2 separate regions of the Mus musculus genome follow, and region 2 is linked to region 1. Evidence: chromatin contacts called from public Hi-C data. All regions are on one chromosome and are shown on one strand. The core of a region is the stretch at or near the end of the contact, and the rest is flanking DNA. Distances in the headings are between cores, read along the strand shown. Region 1 has its middle 29 kb from the start of Gm39392. Region 2 overlaps Meox1 (mesenchyme homeobox 1).

What was found. Hi-C and Micro-C count contacts between places; a contact is called where the count stands out from the background.
Region 2: a Hi-C map of the N1E-115 cell line shows a contact between it and region 1, with 5 times the contacts expected there. The contact joins two enhancer-like sites. A contact is called at or near these places in 20 of 39 promoter capture datasets (the 3T3-L1 cell line, 3T3-L1-derived adipocytes, the C10 cell line and 12 more), 1 of 15 datasets of contacts at CTCF or cohesin (the NIH/3T3 cell line), 5 of 484 Hi-C or Micro-C datasets (the N1E-115 cell line, cranial neural crest, embryonic fibroblasts and 2 more) and 13 of 115 datasets of contacts at active chromatin or transcription factors (a beta-TC-6 cell line, craniofacial prominence, embryonic basal ganglia and 10 more).

Annotation. Positions count from the first base shown.
Region 1 is chr11:101,812,937-101,816,160 of GRCm38.p6, forward strand. No RefSeq gene overlaps it. Among named protein-coding and RNA genes, the nearest start is that of Gm39392, 29 kb to the left of the region's middle. Within about 2 kb of position 1,690, at least 48 of the 459 cell types and tissues checked have an H3K27ac peak or open chromatin away from gene starts, as enhancers often do. A contact at or near this core is called in the N1E-115 cell line, where this site is marked.
Region 2 is chr11:101,877,372-101,880,595 of GRCm38.p6, forward strand. Meox1 (mesenchyme homeobox 1) reads right to left here. Exons shown (of 3, transcript NM_010791.3): 2 at 1,890-2,065; 3 at 139-1,358. The coding sequence ends at 1,236. Among named protein-coding and RNA genes, the nearest start is that of Meox1, 15 kb to the right of the region's middle. Within about 2 kb of position 1,595, at least 27 of the 459 cell types and tissues checked have an H3K27ac peak or open chromatin away from gene starts, as enhancers often do. A contact at or near this core is called in the N1E-115 cell line, where this site is marked.

The DNA of each region.
Region 1 (3,224 bases), core at 440-2,939:
CAAAAATAGACACCCTGTGCTGTAAACTGTTAACACTTTCTTTGGGAAGTGGTGGTGTTGAATCCAGGGTCCAGAGCCTCAAACATACCGAGGTCCCCACTCTTCCACTGAGCTACAACACCAGTCAGAGAGCGGTTTAAAACAAAACCAAAAGAAAGCAAAAACAGGGCTGCAGAGATGGCTCAGTGATGGGTGTATACTACTCTTGCAGAGCAGTTTTTAGACTCTGCCTACAGGATTTGGATAGAATTCCTAGGCCGTCTCTCTCCTTCCCACTGGGAGGCTCATAGCTACCCGTCTCCAGCTCCAGGGCATCTGATGGCTCTAGCCTCTACAGGCACCTGCATGTATGTGCACATACCCACACGCAAACATATATAATTAAGATAAGATAAAAATTTAATAATGTAATTAACAACAATAAAAACCTAGAGTCACTTAGCTGGTGGAGGAGAAGTGAACGCCCACTCGACCCAGAAGTCTCCCCTGTAGTGGAGTGTTGCCGCCACCAGGTGGCAGTGTTGGCAAGCACACTGCTTCTCTAGCAGCTGCCAGGCCGGAATAGGAAGAGTTTTATTCCAGTTTCAACTTTTATTTAGAATGGAGATACCTTAATAGACCATCTAATCCCACGTGTCTTCACCTCAGAAGATGGGCAGCCAGAGATGGGGAAGATCTCTGCCCAAGATCACAGCGTGTTGATAGCAGAGCTCTCTACCTTAACATCCCTAACCTCAGGCACTCAAGGAACGGTTTCCATATCAGCTCTGTCTCTCTGTCTCTCTGTCTCTCTGTCTCTCTGTCTCTCTGTCTCTCAGTCTCTCTCTCCCCCCTGTGTCTCATGCATCCTCCGGCCTCCACCTCCAAATTTGAGAATTACAGGAAAGCACTGCTATGCTTTCGCAGTGCTGGGGTACAAAGCCAGGGCTTCCTTCAGGCTAGTAAGCACTCTGCCAACTGAGCTATGCCCCCAGCCCTTTCTTTTCCTGCTTTTTATGGGACGGGCTTTCACTATTTAGACTGGAATTCACTGTATAGACCAGGTGGCCTCAAATTCACAGCAATCCTCCTGCCTCAGGCTTCATAGTGCTTGTGGAACATGTGAGCTACTACTTCAGGCTGGTGTTTTAAGACAAGAGTCTGCTATTCTTTTGTAGGATGGATGACAAGGGCCTCTATCACACAGTACTTGTGTAGAAGGTTCTTGGGCCTGTTCTTGGGCTCATTCGGTAAGGGTGCTTGCTGCCAAGCCTGACACCCGAGTTTGATCCCAGGGACCCACATAATGGAAGCAGAGAATTGGCTTCCGCAAGCTGTCCTGTGACCTCTTCAACTTCATTGGGATATGCGCCCTCCATCCACAGAATAAATTAAAATGTAATTTAAAAAAGAAGGCTCTGCGTGCAGCTTGGCGCCCTAACTTTTAATCCCAACAGGGTCATAATGTGTAGGCGATTATACCTAGTTCAGCGGGGACCACTGGGATCTAGAGGGAAGCACTTCACCTTGGGTTACACAGTATTTGCTGAGTCTGAGCGTTTTGCTCTTTGGGAGCTGGTGGGGTTGGGTAGGAGAAGACTGATGTGACCCACCTCCGTGGTTTGTAACCTCTGAAGGGTCCTTTGTCCTGCACGGGAGAGTAGTGCGGAACAGCAAGCTCTGCGCAGACTCCGAGCCTCCTCACCCGCTCCCCCCTACAGCAGCTCCCCATGAGTTCCTTTCCAGAGCACTCACTGAGTAGGTTGCTAGTGGAAATGTGGTTTTCAAATTTGGGAAATCTCCATTAAGTCCTTTTATTTAAGGAGGATGTCATTATCACGCCTCCCCGAGGACTATTACGGTTCTATTAGGCAAGGCCGCAGACTTCCTAGGTACTGTCTGGGGTCTGATTCCTGGGCAGGAAAATACGAGACAGGAAGAAGGGGGGCAGGGAGCTGGAGAGAGAAAACGGGATGCGGAGCGGGCAGGAGGGAGGAGAGGAGAGGGGTGAAGAATCAGAGACTGCAAGAGGGAGCCTGGAAGGCGAGAAGTAGAGCGCGCCCCCTAGTGGTGGAGGGAGCGCGGGGAATCCCGGGGCCAAGTGGCCATCTATCTGCTCCTCTTAAAGGCTCAAGATGAAACTGGAGAAATCTACCTGGATTCTGCCCTCTGCACAGTCAGGGAGGGGCTGCAGGGGAGTCCCCGTGCCCTCCAACTGCTGCCCACCGTCGGAGTCTTGGTTCAGATCTTGGAGGAGCCTTTAGGATGGATGGCCACCGACCAAGAAAGTGTTAACTAAGGAAGGCAGTTCTGCAAACCAGGCCGGGGCTCAGGGGCACTGGCCTTCCTGGCCGCTCTGAGACATCCTTTGCTCTTCTGGAGCTTCTGCGTGAGCTCCGGGGAGGCTTGGCACTAGCCTCTGCTCTGTGCTGTGCCCTTGGCACCTGGTAGGTGCTCAGGCCATGTTTGTGTTCCGACTGAGAGAGGTGGGGAAATGGTCCCTCTGACTCTTCTTGTCTCCTATACTCAGAGCTAAGTCATATGGTTTGAGTTGCTCTTAGCAAAGCTTGCTGACCCTCGATGTCTTCCGATTATCCTACTGAGGACTCCATCACCAGCCCACCCCACCCACCTCCTGGGTAGAGTTTAGGGAGGGTCAGGAACCGCATGGCAAGCAGCTGACACTCGTTTGACTAAATGGGAAAGAGGAAAATATATTTCCCCCTAGGGACCCGTGAGTTAGGGGTTACCAGCTCGGGCTGGAAGCATTCACCTCCAAGCAGGAAGAAGCATACTCTGGGCGAACATCCGGGCTGGACAATCCCCTGTTTGTGGGTCCCCAGGGTCTGGGCAACCTCATTCCACGATCCCCTGTCTGTTCAGAGCTGCCTTGGATCCTGAGCCTGAGGCGAGGACCCCCAACCCCACCCCACCCCCCCTTCGCACTCTCCTTGCCCTGTGAGAGCTAGCCTGGTGCCCCTGGGGTGCCCCTGCCTTGGAGCTCCTGTGCAGAAGTGATTAATGAGGCAGGATAAAACCTTTCTTCCCCAGCTGTGTCAACAAGCCCCTGTGGCCTTTCAGGCTTCGGGGATGGGGAAGCAGCCCGTTCCCTAGGTCTGTTCTCCCTTTACCCTGGGCTCCCTGTGATAGTTATGATTTTATGATGCCCACGACACTTGATGTTTGCTGACAGCGCTGAGAGGGGAGGAAGTGAAGTCCCTTTTTTTTTTTTTTTTTTTTTTTTT
Region 2 (3,224 bases), core at 345-2,844, 64 kb after region 1:
GAGAGGGCGCTTTGGTCTAGGTGACTTCCCTCCTTTCTCTCTTTCCTTCTAGACATTGTCTGGATAATCATTAGACGAGCGTCAGCATTACACATGAGAGCCATGACTCTGAAATCTATAAGGAAAAAGGCTGGAAACTGCATTTTTTTGTTGATTTATTTCTCTGAGAGTTTTCTTACAAAGTGAATTGACCTTGCACAATTAGCTTGATGTAATCTTAGGAAAAAAAAACATATGAAATATGCTGTAGGGGAAAACTGATACATGCTCTAACTTGCCATCTCATTTGACAATCATTTTCCACAGCTTCTGTCTTGATGGGGTGGGGAAGGGAACTGGGGTTATTTTTAAACACTCACAATCAGATCTCCATGCAAGAAATTCAAATACTTGCTGACCCTCCTTCTGCAACATCAGCAGGATCTGGGAGATCCACCATCTAATACTGAGGCACACAGGGGTCTCTTCCAAGGAGACTGTTGCCTGAGGCTGTTTTCCCACCAGTCCTCACAGGAGCATCCTCAGAAGTTGGGTCTGAGATCTGAGCTGCGCATGTGTGTGAACCTGGGAGGTCTTCCCACAAAGCTTTTTCCGGAACACGCAGGATAGGTCCAAATGCATCCCATGGAGGAAGATGGGTTGTTTTCCTGTCCTTATCTGCAGTCAGAGTCCTTGGAGAACACAAGACGCTGCAGCCTGAGAACGTTCTACTTCCAAGGTCCACGTATCTCAGTCCTCATCCATCAGCTCTTGTGCTATCCTCTCCGTCCTTAGACACAGGAGCCACTTCCTAACCTTCAACTCAACGGTGTGAACATCTGGAGAGAGGTTTGCTTTTACAAGTCACCAGCTGGTACCAAGGAATGGATTCTGCATAGGCCAGATGGGGCCAGACCCAGAGGAGACCCTGATGTAAGAGGGGGATGCTAGGTGTGGGTAGTAGCCAAGAGACCCAGAAAAGAGGGCCCCAGGCTCTGTTTCTATAGTTTCCCAGTCCTTTGGAGTTCAAGAGAGAGTGGGAAGTTGAAGGCCTGGGGAAGGGGCTGCTGAGATGTAAGGACGCTGAGCTAAGCCTTCTGGGAAATTCAAGGCTCCCACATACTGGGCAACTTCACACCTTAGAGTGTGTGCAGGCTGCCCTGGGTGGGTCCAGAGATGTGAGAGGGTGGGACCGGGTGGTGGGAACTGGAGAGGGGGTTCCTTCAGTCTTTCTTGGTTTTGGTCTTTGGAGCATCTCACTCTGAACTTGGAGAAGCTGCAGAGTCCCCATCCTCTCGGTCCTGCTCCTGTGGGGACACAGGCTGACCCCCCTTCACACGTTTCCACTTCATCCTCCGGTTCTGGAACCAGACTTTGACCTGAAAGAGGAAGCAAAAGGATCAGGTCTCTCCAGGGTTAGGGTCACCCCCTCGCCACGTTGCTCAAGATCTGGAACCCTCACTTGTTGATACCCCATAAGGATCCAGGGACCACACAGGTCCGCACTAAGGCCTGCCTACTCTCTGGATGTGGGCAGAGGTGGAAAGTCTCTGACAATTACTCTGGGCTTCCCCCACCCCCCTTACATGCCCTGTCTCCTTGACAACAGGGCTTGCACAATTCCCATGTAAACAATTGCCTTGGTGACTCTGAGGCAAATGCTGATTCAAGTTTGAGGGAAATCAGACCACACATGTCCCAGTTCTTGTTCACATGAGAAGTACCCCGGGGGACCGTTGGAAAACTGGGCTCCCTCCCAGATCAATTACAGATTCTCCATCGGTGGAATTCTGATAACTCTCCATGGGGTGGTCTTCGGTACCGCTGTGGCTGGGTAAAGGGGGGGGGGGCAGGCAGGGGTGACTGGGAAGGGAGGCGAGAAGACAGCAGCGCAAGCACCCAGGCCCCACCTGCCGCTCAGAAAGGTCCAGGTTGACTGCAATCTCATATCTCCGGAGCCGGGTCAGGTAGTTGTGGTGGGCAAACTCTGCCTCCAGCTCCCGTAGCTGCTCCTTGGTGAAGGCTGTCCTCTCCTTCCGGGCTTTGCTGCTGCCTTCTGGCTTCCCTCCTCCGTTCTCCTGGTTGTCTGTGAAAAGAAGACCCCCACATGGGGGAGACATAGTGAGCTCATGACATGAGAGGGCTCATTCTCATCCATCCATTAGTTTGTAAACAGTTGGGCAGCATTTCCTCGTCTGTCTCGCTTTTAAATTACACTGAGAAGCCCTGGCATCCCTCATTCCTTCCAGCATCTTGTCCCTAAGATGGTCCCAGTCTCAAGTGTACTCTGCTCACTTCCGTTCCCCTCGTTAGATTTTCACTTCCTGAGGCAGGCAAAGCACTGCTTGGCTGTTTAACGTCTGTAGTCCCAGCCTGACTCTGGGAAGGCCTCAGTAGCCTGCAGCTCAGGGGTCTCCACACTTCAAGACAAACAAAGTTCCTAGGAAGGGAGGTGTGGCTGAGGATACCCTCCAGCCTTGCCAGGGTATTTTGGGTATTTTGGTATTCTGGCCCTGGGCCCCATGCCTGGTCTGGGGAAGGCATTTAGCACTGTGAGACCAGGAAAGAGGGTGTGCTCCCAGCGTGAGCTTCGACTGAAAACTTGTGTGAAGTAGATAGAAATCACTGCTGAGTCACAAACTCACTGGAGTAGGATGGGAAAATCAACACTTGTGTGTGTGCATGTGTGTGTGTGTGCTCACCTGTGTGCGTGTGTATGTGTGTGCACATTATTTGTGTGTATGTGCATATATGTGTATGTGCACATATGTGTGTGTGTGCATGTGTGGCAGCCAGATGTCAGCATTGGCTGTCTTTCTGTGTCACCCTCTAACTTAGGTCTTAAATAATGTATGTATGTATGTATGTATGTATGTATGTATGTATGTATGTTTGTATGTATGTATGTTTGTATGTTTGTATGTATGTAGTGGGGAGGACAGCTTCTGAGAGTTGGTTCTCTCCATTTGCTGTAAGGTTCCAGAGACTGAACTCAGTGTGTTAGGTTCTTCAGTAAGAGTCTTTGCCCACTGAGCCATTTCAATGGTTTCTCTACCTTAGTTTTTGAGACTAGGTCCTTCACTGAACCCGGAGCTGGCCGGTTTGGCTAGACGGGTTGACCAGTATGCCCAGGGACCCTCCTGTCTCTACTTGCTCATTCCTCAGATTCCAGGCATTTACCACCATGTCCAGAATTGTGTTTTTAAACATGTGTTCCGGGGCTTGGGCTCAGGTCCTCATGCTTG